Linked DNA regions of Danio rerio: region 2 is linked to region 1. A link is a contact called in public HiCAR-type data. All regions are on one chromosome and are shown on one strand. Each heading gives the region's core, a stretch centred on a gene start, on an enhancer-like site or on the middle of the called end of the contact. The rest is flanking DNA. Distances are from core to core; before and after follow the strand shown. Region 1 holds the start of ppp2r2d (protein phosphatase 2, regulatory subunit B, delta). Region 2 holds the start of zgc:111868.

The links. HiCAR-type assays count read pairs that join an accessible place to other places.
Region 2: a contact with region 1 is called in a HiCAR-type map of caudal fin, with 12 times the contacts expected there. The contact joins the promoter of zgc:111868 here to the promoter of ppp2r2d in region 1. A contact is called at or near these places in 3 of 18 Hi-C or Micro-C datasets (caudal fin, embryo and hematopoietic stem cells) and 2 of 4 datasets of contacts at active chromatin or transcription factors (caudal fin and embryo).

Annotation. Positions count from the first base shown.
Region 1 is chr12:43,833,343-43,839,437 of GRCz12tu, reverse strand. ppp2r2d (protein phosphatase 2, regulatory subunit B, delta) reads left to right here and starts at 3,476. Exons shown (of 10, transcript NM_212880.2): 1 at 3,476-3,633; 2 at 3,854-3,928. The coding sequence starts at 3,627.
Region 2 is chr12:44,447,176-44,453,270 of GRCz12tu, reverse strand. zgc:111868 reads left to right here and starts at 3,606. Exons shown (of 3, transcript NM_001423535.1): 1 at 3,606-3,707; 2 at 4,678-4,733; 3 at 4,805-6,095. The coding sequence starts at 3,673. It overlaps glrx3 (glutaredoxin 3), which reads left to right. Exons shown (of 11, transcript NM_001005950.1): 10 at 277-369; 11 at 1,903-2,329. The coding sequence ends at 1,953.

The DNA.
Region 1 (6,095 bases), core at 2,227-4,726:
TAATCCGAAACTTCCAAAACCTTGACACCATCATCTGAGCTTTTTCAGAGGCATAATACTCTTATTGTAGGTAAACTTGACTTTCAAGAAAAGTTAAAAAGATTTCTCCAAAAATATCTCTCTCTTTATTCTGCTATTAAGCAGAACAGAAGCAAATGTGATAATCCTAACTCACCCGAAAGAGAAAAAGATTAAGTCACGTTAAAATCTGACTTTAAAAAAAAAAAAAAAAGGTTATGTGCCTTTTTATAGTGTATGTAAACTTCTGGTTTCAACTGTATATTTACTGCCATGTTTGCACATTAAAACTTAGCATTTTTCAAAACTTGTAAAATGCAGTTCTTAATAATGAATCATGGTGATAAATACTTAATTATTTACTCGATTAACCTGCAGTGACTTGCTTCAGTATAAATATAAACAAACGCTAATCTTCAGAATTACACCAAGCAGATTACCGCTGGCCAGTAGCTAATTAATAAATCATCAGTGAATTAATTTCATGAATTATGCATTAATCAGGTCATAGAGAAGCAGTCATTTGTATTTAAATCACTGCTTGCTTACAGTTTCTCATTAGCGGTGTGTTTTGGTGTTGTGACAATGGCTCGTGATAATAGTGACTTGAGTTTTCAGCATCTCTCTGTTGAAAACACTCTCATTCGGTCTCTGTTCAACATTGATTTGCAGACATCTGCCGAATCCACATGGGTCTTGCTAACAGATCAATTATTCATTTTGATATTAGCTACAGTATACTTTATTTATGTTCTTCGATTAATGTGATATACTTAAAGTATGTTATATATGAATTCACACAAATGCTAACTGGATAAACTATAGTGGTTTATTGATTATGATGAAATCTGAATTGCATCGTAACCCCAATGCACAAAGATTCATTCATGAACTATCCTTCAGAACGCGTCTCTCAGATATAACTTTTTTTTAAAAGGAAGAGGAAAATATTTCTTTGTCAGTAGTGATGCACTGTATTTTTTTAAGTAACTTTTATTTAGAAAAGAAGAAATGTACAATATAAATCAGGAAGTAATCTGTAGGAGACTGGAATACAAGTACATACAATTACAAAGTGATAAGAACAATAAGTAACAATAATAGAAAGAGAAAAAAAGAGAACAAAATAAAGAAGTACAGAAGTAAAGAAGTAAACATACACAGAAAGCATTAAAGACTAACTGGAAGCATGATATTTTCAGAAGTTTCAATTAAATTGCAAAACTTTTTGTTGTTCGATAAACGTATAGCTTTAAGCAAGGAATCAATTTCAATTAAAAATGGGCAAATGAAGGAGAGGATTTAAGAAAATTTTCCTAATTTTCCTGAATCAAATATGGGTTGCAATATCAGCAAATTTTGAGATAAATGCATTGACCGGGTATATTTTGAGTAGAATTTTAAAATGGGTTTCCTTTGCTTTGTTTAGGAGTTCATATTTATATGGGAGAAGTCACATTCTTTTCCAATCAATATCTTGTATTTACACGGACAAATATGATTTCCCTCTTGGAGCAATTCGATTTTTTTGTTGGAGAATTAGAAGAATAAGTTTGTTGTTGCATTTCTCATCATAAATACTGATACCTTCTAATAATAAGGAGGGTTCAATGGCTATTTTTAAATGAAATATGAATTTTTGTTAGATATATATATTTTTTGGGAAAGCATTTACAATAATGTTACATTTCTTAAAAGGACTTGGAAATTGATGAATTTTCATCAATTGTTCATAGGATAACAAGTTCCCAAATTCATCAAATAAGGAAAATAAATGTAATATATCTCTGTCGTACCAATTATAAAAAATGAGGATTTATTCTTAACTAGAAGATCAGTGTTGTTCCATAAAAATGTTTTATGTAGAAAAGTTATGGGAATAACATATTTTCCAAGCCAGTAATGTTTGCTGGTAAAAGTTAGTTAATTTTATGAGGAGTTTATTCGGAGCAAAATTACATTTCAAAATTAATGGGAGACCGTCAATTTTATTAAACCAATAATTGGGAATAAAAAATTGAATTTTATTTTTTGAATTTGATTTTTTTTTTAATTGCATAACAAGAACAATAGCATACAAAAAATGAGCAATACAATGTTTACATTTTATATGTAATATGTAAATATTTCACTTTAAAGGAACAAATCATTAGAAAAAAGAAAAAAATTAATACAAATAAAAATAAAATTACAAGGGATATAGACGTTGCAAAAAAAAAAGTATAAGAAAATGATTCCAAAATTGCATACATTCTTATAGCTTTTTTTTCTTTCTTTTGGGGTTCCAATATAATGCTCAAGATTAATTTTAAACAAATGAATATTAGACTTATCATTGGACCATTTTTGTTTGTGTATATGGTACTTCCCATATATTATTATTAAATTAATAAATAAATTTTGCTCCAAGTTTTATTATTGTTGTAAATCAAAAAACACATCTTTACAAGAAAACTAAATTTTTAATTTTGTAAGTTTAAACATTGAATTTCAACTACACTCTAAAAATATTGTTTAGACAAAACAAAACAAAAAAAATTAATTAACGCACCAGTTTGCATTACTATATTCAAGTTACAACAACATCTAACAAAATAAGGTTCAGACAACAAACTTTATTATGTTAGCCAAATCTTTTCCTCCTCAATCAGAGGCATTTTCACATAGCAAAAAACTCAGATTTTTAAGTTGAGTACTCAAAATAAGTTTTTTTAAATTAAAATTGGAAACAAATCCAGTGTTATGTACTTAATTACATGCATGTTTTCAAGTTTAGAACCTCAAATAAATTAAGTAGCTGAAATTGTTGAGTTTTTTGTTTGTTTTCGAATTTACTGTTCATGCTTGTAAGAAATACATTTAACAGCAATGTTTTTGTTAACTGGTATTTTTTTATTTGTATTAAACCACAGGTTTCCTTTTTTTCCTTTTTTTTTTTACAAAACAAAAACATGTTCTGTCCCATATTATCAGTACAAAAATAACAAAAAACATCAGTGTGTGGACTTAAAAATACAAAACAACTCCATTAGTGTGTAAAAATTGAGTTATCAACCCAATTTCGTAGGGTTGCTTTAAGTTAAATATTGTTTTAAAGTAACTGACAGATATATTTATCTTTCAATTAGCCGCATTTTTAAATTGATGTAATTATCAATGTTTATTTGTTTTGAAAACTTAATAAAGTTATTCTGGCTACTCAAAAGTTTTAATCTAATCAGCATATTAGAATTTTTAAGCTACAATAGTGTATTAAACTATGTAGTGGTAACAGACCTCTTGAGTTATTTTCTAGAGTGTTATATTAGGGATGCACTGTATGACAATCAAGGGCGTTTGGTGTTTGCGTAACTCCCACGCTGTCTGCGTAAACCTGAGCGCAGCGAGGACGCGCCGAGCGCAGGGCGCGCTTGATTAAATGACGTCACTGTGTCATGTCGACGGACAGTGTGCGCCATCTTGAATCGAAACCAAATCACGGGCAGATCCCGCTCGCGCCGATCCCGCGCGCCTCCACTCGCTCTCATTCCGCACTCGATCGCACCGTCCGGCCTCCGGAGCTCCAGGATAAGCCGCACTGAAGGCTCGAGGCACAGAAACAGGCGATGATGGCAGGTAAAGGCGCCGCGCGGGGGTTTGTGTTGGTAGGCGGGGGCGCGAGCGGCAGCAGTGCGGCCTAAACATCAAACCAGCCCCCTTAACTGACACCAAATCAAACCCACAGCCACTGCTGTATCTCGCGCGGGGCAGGGCTCGACCTCAGGGTGTTTAAATGCTCGTTGCAGGCCGAGAAGAGCATGCATTTAAATGCACTGGTGTTGTTGTGTTTTTGCAGGGGTTGGTGGAGGCAATGATTTCCAGTGGTGCTTCTCCCAGGTCAAAGGAGCCATAGATGAAGATGTTGCAGAAGGTAAATAACGGGGTACATTTGGGGTTTAAACGTACCTGTGTGAGTTTGCATGAGTGATTAGTGCATTATGGGAGTTTTGGATGGAAAAGCATGCATTGTGGGGTATGATGTGAAGAGATGGAGGCTGAGAGCTTCCATGAAAATGGCAATTGTTTTTATCAGAAAGTGTTTCTGCGGGGTTTTTTTATTTATTATTCAAGTAGTATATGGGTTGAAGACGTTTAACTGATCTTCTTGAGCTTGAAACTTGCATCGTTGTACTGTAAAATGTTTTTGGCTTTCATGTTATCGACTGCATGTGGTCTTAAAACCTAAAATCTGAATAACTAAATCAAACAGTGTCAGGAGTAATGTAGATTTGGAAAGTCACTGTCATAAAACTGCACATTTATGAGCTATTATTGATCTTTCCCCACCGCATACGATGCGTAAAAGTGCTATATCAAATAATAGTTCAGTTTAAAATAAAGTGAATCTTTATTTTAGGTATTTATAAAAAGGGCTGATGACTCATGATGCTCTCAAAGGAGTAGTCCAGTCAAATTCTCTCAAATGAGAGCGTGTCAAAATAATTATGATTGATTATATGAACATTAACTACTGAATGACTAAAATGTAGTAGATTAAATAGATTAAAGTAAATCGAATGATCCTTCGTATTGCACAGATGCATGCGTAAGTAATAAAGTGCATGATTGTGTGAATCCAAAATAAAAGCTTATTGAAGAAAAAAAAAGAATAACTCGATCAAAAATTGCTACGATTTATCAAATGTATTACAATTAATTGTTTCATAGAGATAATATTATAAAAACTGAATGGATCCTTTTCTATGAGCCGATCATGACATGTTTGATGGTCATCAGCATCTTAATCCTTTAAAGTTTTGGATATTTCGATTTTGTTTGGTATATTCAGAGTGGCTTTTTGGCATCTTTTATTGTACATCCCATCCACCAGCTTCCTATCTGAAAGATGTTTAAGCATAGTGGGTCATTCAACTTTGCAATTTGTAATGTTCAGCATGTATTTAGATATTGATGGCTTGCTTCTTTACTTGAAAGCTCAGATTGAGGTTTAATGTATCATTATTATTTACACCTTACAGATTTTCATCTACCTGTACCATTGCACACACTTAGTAACATTTATTTATCAAGTTTAAGAGTCTCTTTAACACTAATGTTTATTATAAAAAGATCAGATATTTATTTAATATTTTTGTTTTTGACTATTTAAACTATTTGCGTTAGTAATGTTGGTAAATTAAAATAAAGTGGTTAAAAAAATTCTAATATTCCTAAATGTATTGTTAAAAATGTTTAATAGTTATCGATACCGAAATGATTTGAACCATGATATCTTGATAACTTTTTTTTTGCAATATCGGCCAGCCCTATTTATAACATCCTCGTTTCGGTAGACACCGTCAAAAGGTTCAGCCCAAATGCTCCTGAGAGACCTAACATACCAATGCTACCCCAGATAGTCATGCAGTGTGAAAACATCTGTGATGCGACTACTTTGAAAATCGTGCTGTCTGAACTCGCAAAAGATTACTTTTATTGTCAACATTTCTCTCAGTTAGATATTCCCATGCAAAACATGCTGGGAACTACAAATGCCTTAAACAGGTAGTTGGATCAACACAATTACTTCATGTCAACTAGTGGTGTAACGGATCACAAATCTCACGGTACGGATCACATTACGTTTTTTTAGTCATTGGACCATTTTTCGGATCAGCTAAAAAGGGGAGGGGACAAATGTCATTTACTTTAAATTTTTTACAAAAACAGCACTGCAATAAACTATTGGTTTTAACAAACGGAACTTAAAAGCTGTAATTTTGCTAAAAATAAAATGAAGAAATAATCAGCTGAATAAGAATAAACTATAAAATATTCAGTACTGCGAGAATTTCACTGTTACTTCTATTGTTGCTGATGTTAAACTCTAACATTATCATTTCTACAACCCACATTTGTTTTTAGTCTCATTTTCATAAGTGATTCAGTTTTTCATTCATAAATCTTCATGTTTCATTGTTAGATGATCATTTTTTGAAGAATTATTCAGTGGCTTATTTTTAATGATGTGTTCACCGATTAGTTAAATAATGTAATTGCTGCTTACAACTTTCATTTTTAAGCGTTGTTAAATGCAT
Region 2 (6,095 bases), core at 2,357-4,856, 610 kb before region 1:
TAACAAATAAAAGGCTAATACAGTGCAAATATTGAAAGAAATGCTGTGAGTCTAGTGAAAGTGCTCATGCTTCAATTAAAACTATAAACTAAAAGACCAGTCTTGTGATTTTAAGAATCGATATTGACTTATGAAACCTCCACACGTGTATTGTTAGAACACCTTATTTGTTCAAGACAGAACATGCATACTATTACACCTCTAACAAAAATGAAGTTATTTTTGTGAATAGTTATTTTTGTTGGTGTGTTTTGCAATTTTTGATTGTGTCCACAGGTAAGACAAGGACTGAAGACGTACTCCAACTGGCCAACGTTCCCACAGCTGTACGTTAAAGGAGATCTAATCGGAGGACTGGATATTGTGAAGGTGAAATAAATCAAATGAAAGTCATTAGTTGTTTTTACATCTGTATACTTGTACCTGATTGTCACATAAAACCCATAGTTAGGAAAATAATGTTTAAAAATAATGTAGCATTTATTATGATTCGGCTTTTAAGGAATGTTGGTTTTAGAGTGGTGATTTTTATAGATTTGAAGGGGTTTTCAAATGTTAAAACTAAATCTGGTTTGCACTACCTTTCAGCTTTAACAAGGCTGCATACTGTAATTCAAATATACAGCAAAAACAGTTGTAGTGTACAATACTGTTATTAATTCATTTCTCCAGTCTTCAGCATCACTTGATCCTTCACAAATCATTCTAATGCTTTAGTAATTTAATACAGATTTGGTACTTAAAAAATTATTGTCTAGGCACTAAATAATAGGTCGTTTTTGGTGTTCAAGAAACTAATATTTTTTTATCTGTACAATTCTTCCTTGCTTAAAGGGGTAGTTCGCCAGAATAATGTAATTTGCTCACCCTCAAGTGGTTATAAAGTTAGAAAGTTCAACTTTCTCTGTTGAACACATGATATTTTGATGATATGTTGGGGGGAAAAAACAACCATTGTCTTCCAAAATAAGAAAAACAAATACTATGGAGGTCAGTGGTTACAAGTTTCCAACATTTTCAGAAAATTCTTAGAGGTTTTGGATCATGATTTAAACTATCCCTTTAATTAAAAAATATCCTGCAGTAGTTTTTTTTTTCCAGCAGAGGGCAAAAAAAACATTGCAGTTACCATCTCTAAACCTAAATGTACTAAATATTTTAGTTTTTATTTTAGACATAGGCATTACGTTAGGTTTCATTGTAGCCGATATTCAACCAAGTAATATTATATATATATATATATATATATATATATATATATATATATATATATATATATATATATATATATATATATATATATATATATATATAATTTAGATATTTTTATTATTAATACAAAATAGGGTAAATGCAGAAGTATGCAGATGGACTTTTAATTTGCAGTAACCTGGGTCAAAAGCTTCCGGTAAACTCTATGGCATTATTAAATCAGTGCGTTTAAGGTCTGTTTTCTTTAAAAATCAACAATCTTCACTGCCTGATTGATGTCCGACATAAAGTGGGTATCATATTGTAAAAGAAACACTGCATTAAATTAAAAATTTTCCAAGCCATGCCTTTAAAATATGGACATTTATTTTATCCCAGTATTTTCAATGGAATTCTGTGCTTGCCTGCTGATCCTGGCGGTGCTTGACCGACTAAATGAATGCTGAAGTCTTTTTAACTGATTGCATTTTAGTAACATCACAGCATCGATGCTGTAAAAGGGACCATATAAAATTTAAAAAAGTCACATTAATTGTTCACTGGAAGATTATCAGTATGGGAAGAAACACTGGCTGTGCATATACCCCACTCTTTGCACTTAAATATTTGTTCTTTTTTATTATTGATGGATCATTCCTCCAGGTAAAGATATTTTTTACTGATTGGAAATGTGTTTTTGTATTTAAACAGGAGCTATTAGAAGGCGGTGAGCTGGTGTCTGTGTTGAAAGGGGAAAACTGAACTATTCCAGCACTGAACAACAAGTGGATTGCTGTGTAACCTGCACATCTAACCTCAGGACTGGAGGACTCGCGTTAGACTTATTCCATCCAACTTAGCATTTTATTTTGAAATCACAACTTTTCATAAACAATGTTCAACTTTTGCTGTTAATTCAAGCATTGAATAAAATGGATTCCTTTCTAAACCTATTTTAGACCATGTTCACATCTGACATTTACATCTTTCTCTTGTGGTCTGAGTGTTCAGCTGAGACGGAATTAAATGCACATGCGTCTGAAATATGAAATTGCTGCCCAATCAAATGCTTTTAGAATGAGAATGTCCCTTTCCATTGCATGCAATTTCAATAAAAATGGCACTGGGCAAAATCCAAGTCTTGCATGTATGTGTATGGGCATTTTAGAAAATTGCAGCTCATTTTGATGCAGTGATTGCGTTGAGTAGGCAGTCCTTCACTGCTTCTATAATGCATTTTCATTTATGCTATAGTTGTTTTTTTTTGATTACGTCTAAATGTGGTTTGTGTGGCAACCAATTCTGATGGAACATCCTATTAATATCATGTGTAAATTAAGCCTTGATGTAAATATTTTTTCTTTAATGTCTTTTTCATTAAGAGCCTATGATTCGGTATGCAAAACGTGAACATGTGCCCTCATTATTGAGCTCACTCTACTGCTTTTAATTGCAGGTTGTTAGATTAGGACAATTCCTACCACCTTTATTTGAATTTTTTATCTTGGTTATGTGACCTCTTTAATGAGCACAGGAATGATGGATGTACCTTTCACAATCAGGTCCACTTGCTTTAATTAATGTGATCCCTCAGCTTTTCAGACAGAGTGACTCTGCCAAGCTCTTGGGGACAGGATGAACTTCCTTATTGTGATTAAAGATCCATAAATATTAATCAGCCGTTGGTCGGGGGAGAGTCAACCCACACCTCATCTGGCTTTGTGCCGAGTCTGTTGAATGGCCGTAATGTCTGTCTCACACACACACCTGTGGTTCTATGTAATTGCAGTTCTCCCATGATAACCTGATGGTTGTGCTGAGGAAACCTTTTAAACATTTCAACACATCTCCCGACAATGACGCACTTAAATATTCATTGATGCATGAACTAACATATGGTAACGGCTGTTTATAGTCATGCATAATCACCACAGGTACACAAACTGTTCACCAGGCAGCACTTGAATGGAGAATAAATTACAGATATGCATGTGAAATGAATATCTACATAATTGCACTTGTAAGTTAAAAAGAAAAGAGTGTACTGTATCCAGAATGAACGTTTAAAAGATCTGCTTGTGTATCATTTTTGCAGTAAATATATATTTCCTTTGTCTAAACCTGAATTATAACAAGTATCATTTACATGTATGAATACAGAAATTAGATTTTTAATTCACACATGCGACAGTAGTTTGTGATTTTCTAATTGTACTAGTAATCACATTGACATGCTTCCTGTTGGAGGCATGATGTAATGTGTAGCGGTTATTGGTGACAGGTGATTGTGTTTAATTGTCTTGGCAAGTTCAATCATCAAGTTTCCAACAGGTGAACAGCATTTTATGTAATTGGATATGTGAGTTCATTGGTCAGACAGGCCTTTAAAAGACAAATGCTACTTTGTTGGTGTATACATAGATTTGTAGCTGATTTTGACTTGATGGTTCTGGATTTCCTGTTGATTAAGCAGTCTTGTTGATGTATTTTTTGACTATGGACCCCGGGCAAATTAGGTGAGTTCAATTTATCTTTTGTTCTTTTACAATGTTGATTGTCAGAGGAGTATCGCAGAAATTCTTAGTGATGGTGAAATGAAGCATTTGAAACCAGTTAAGTGCTAAGTGTGCCAGAAAAGGGTTTGTTTCTTGAAGCTTTCTAAATCCGAGCTCTGCGACAAACTCTTCTAAAGTGTGGGATAGCATTGTTGCAATGTCAAATGTTCACAATTGACCAACTCATTACTGTAGTAATACAACACTAATGTAAACAAATTACTTAGACTAGTTTTTACACATCAGGTTTGTTACCTTTCACCATTGACGACATTAGTAAAATCCAGGGTATTTACGTTTTATCGCATATAACTAGTCCTGCTCCCACCCACTCATTGCAAGTGAAGATTGAACTAGCAGTTCCTGTATCGGAGGTGAATGCTCCAGGAGGCCATGAGTGATGCTTTCGGGCTGCACTCACCAGCAGGCGTCTATTAAACCCCATACTACGAAATGCAGTGGTTCTCTTTAAAGAGTGGTAAAATATGCTAATACATTGATTGGTTCAAAACCTTTCTACTTTAAGTTACGATTTGTATTGGTTTAATTATTGGTGTTTGGGACCAGTGCAGTGCTTTGAAACGGTAAAAATCTAAGTAATTGATGCCTAATCTCTTGCTACACTTTACTAACCAAAAAGGTGTTTGAACCTTTGAATAAAATTTGAAGCAGTCATGGGTTTATGTGAATGAAGATTCTGAGATCACCGATCATGTGATGGCAAAACTAATCTAGCTCCATACATTGCTTCTCTTTTTTTTATTTTTATTTTTTTTATATATATATTATAATGCGAAGCCTTTGCGCACAGTCAAATCACTAAATCTGAAATTGCGTAGTTCAGTTTTCAGAGTTTAATTTTAGTATGGTTTAATTTTCTAATAATAATAACTTTTGAATGGTTGTATTTGTATTGTTTTGCCTCTTGTAGGGTCCATTTACTGTTGATCATCTTGATCTGCTGGAAACATGCTGTTGCAAACAGAAGTGAGTATCACCTGAATGGATGGTCTAAAAATTAAAAAGCTGCTATTCTTACTTAGTTTTTTTTTATGCAGGTTTGTCTTCTCAGAAAGTTCAGCCTCAACAGAATTGGTTTGTCAAAGGATCCTTTGGACCGCAGGTTGTCCAGTCTTCTGTATTGGAGGTTCCAGTAACTGCGAGCATTCCTTCTGAAGAAGTGGTCTCTGTGCTTGCTGGAAACAGCCCATCTAGTCACTCTGAATCTATGTCTCTCACCCAAAGTGCACCAAGTGCTTTGGTTTCTTCCCTGGTCCTACCACAAAATCTGCAGACCTCGGGCAGCTATGTATTGGGTTCAAATAGGAAGTATGCTTTTGCTACTTCAGATGGATCTAAGCTGCAAGGAGCTTCACTGCTTGCTTCAATGGGAAGTGGAAGTTCTGGTGGCTTGACATCTCAGTCTCAAGGCTCCTCTAGTCCTTCTAATACAGGCTCTTTCTTGAAGTTTGACTTCTCCCCCTCATGGGTTCCTAGCCGGAGCAGTCTTGACCATGAAATTCCGTCAACCTTGTGTAAAATTAGTTCTGCTGGATCTTCATCCAGCTCCCCAAAGCCGGATTCTCCTAATGTCAGCTCCCAAAGTACCTCAAGTCAGAACACCCTGATGTCCTCTGCAAATACCAAGCCTGCCATTGCTTCCCCCATGGGTCTAATCCAGTTTACCAGTGGTCAAGATTCCAGCAGCAAGCACACCTTAAGCTCCCAGAGCAGGGTTGACAGTAAGCTTGCAATTTCCAATCAGTATGTTCCTGTACAAGGAATTGCTTATAGCTCAGTCGTCCAGCCGCAAGGTGCCACTATCCAGTATGCTAAACCTTCCTCTGTGAATGTGCCTGTGTCTAGTGAAGTAACTCTGAGTGGCTTGCCTCTTTCTCTAAGCCAATCTTCTCTTATGTGGCAGCCTACTAAGATTCAAGGTCTTCAATCTAGTGGCAAAACGGCATTACAAGGATTCCTGACCTCTGGTGCCATGCAGAGCAGCTCGCTGACCCCAAGTGGTTTCCCTGGTAGCACTTCTTCCCAGTCTCAAGGTACATCTGTCCATGTTGCTGCATCACCCTTAAGTGTAAGCCAGTCTACGAGTGGTCTGGGGTCTACAATCCAGTATACATCAAGCTCCCAGGGCTTGGTTGACCGTCTGCTACCAGCTTCTAGTCAATCTGTGCCTGTACAAGGAATTGCCTACAGCTCTGTTGCCCAACCCCAGAGTACCACAGGTCAGAGTGCTCAGACCTCCTCTGCAAAACTGATTTTGTCTAAAGCAGTTCAGAGCCTCTCGCCTCTCTCTATAAATCAGCTTTCAAGGCCTCAGCCCTTTGTCACTGC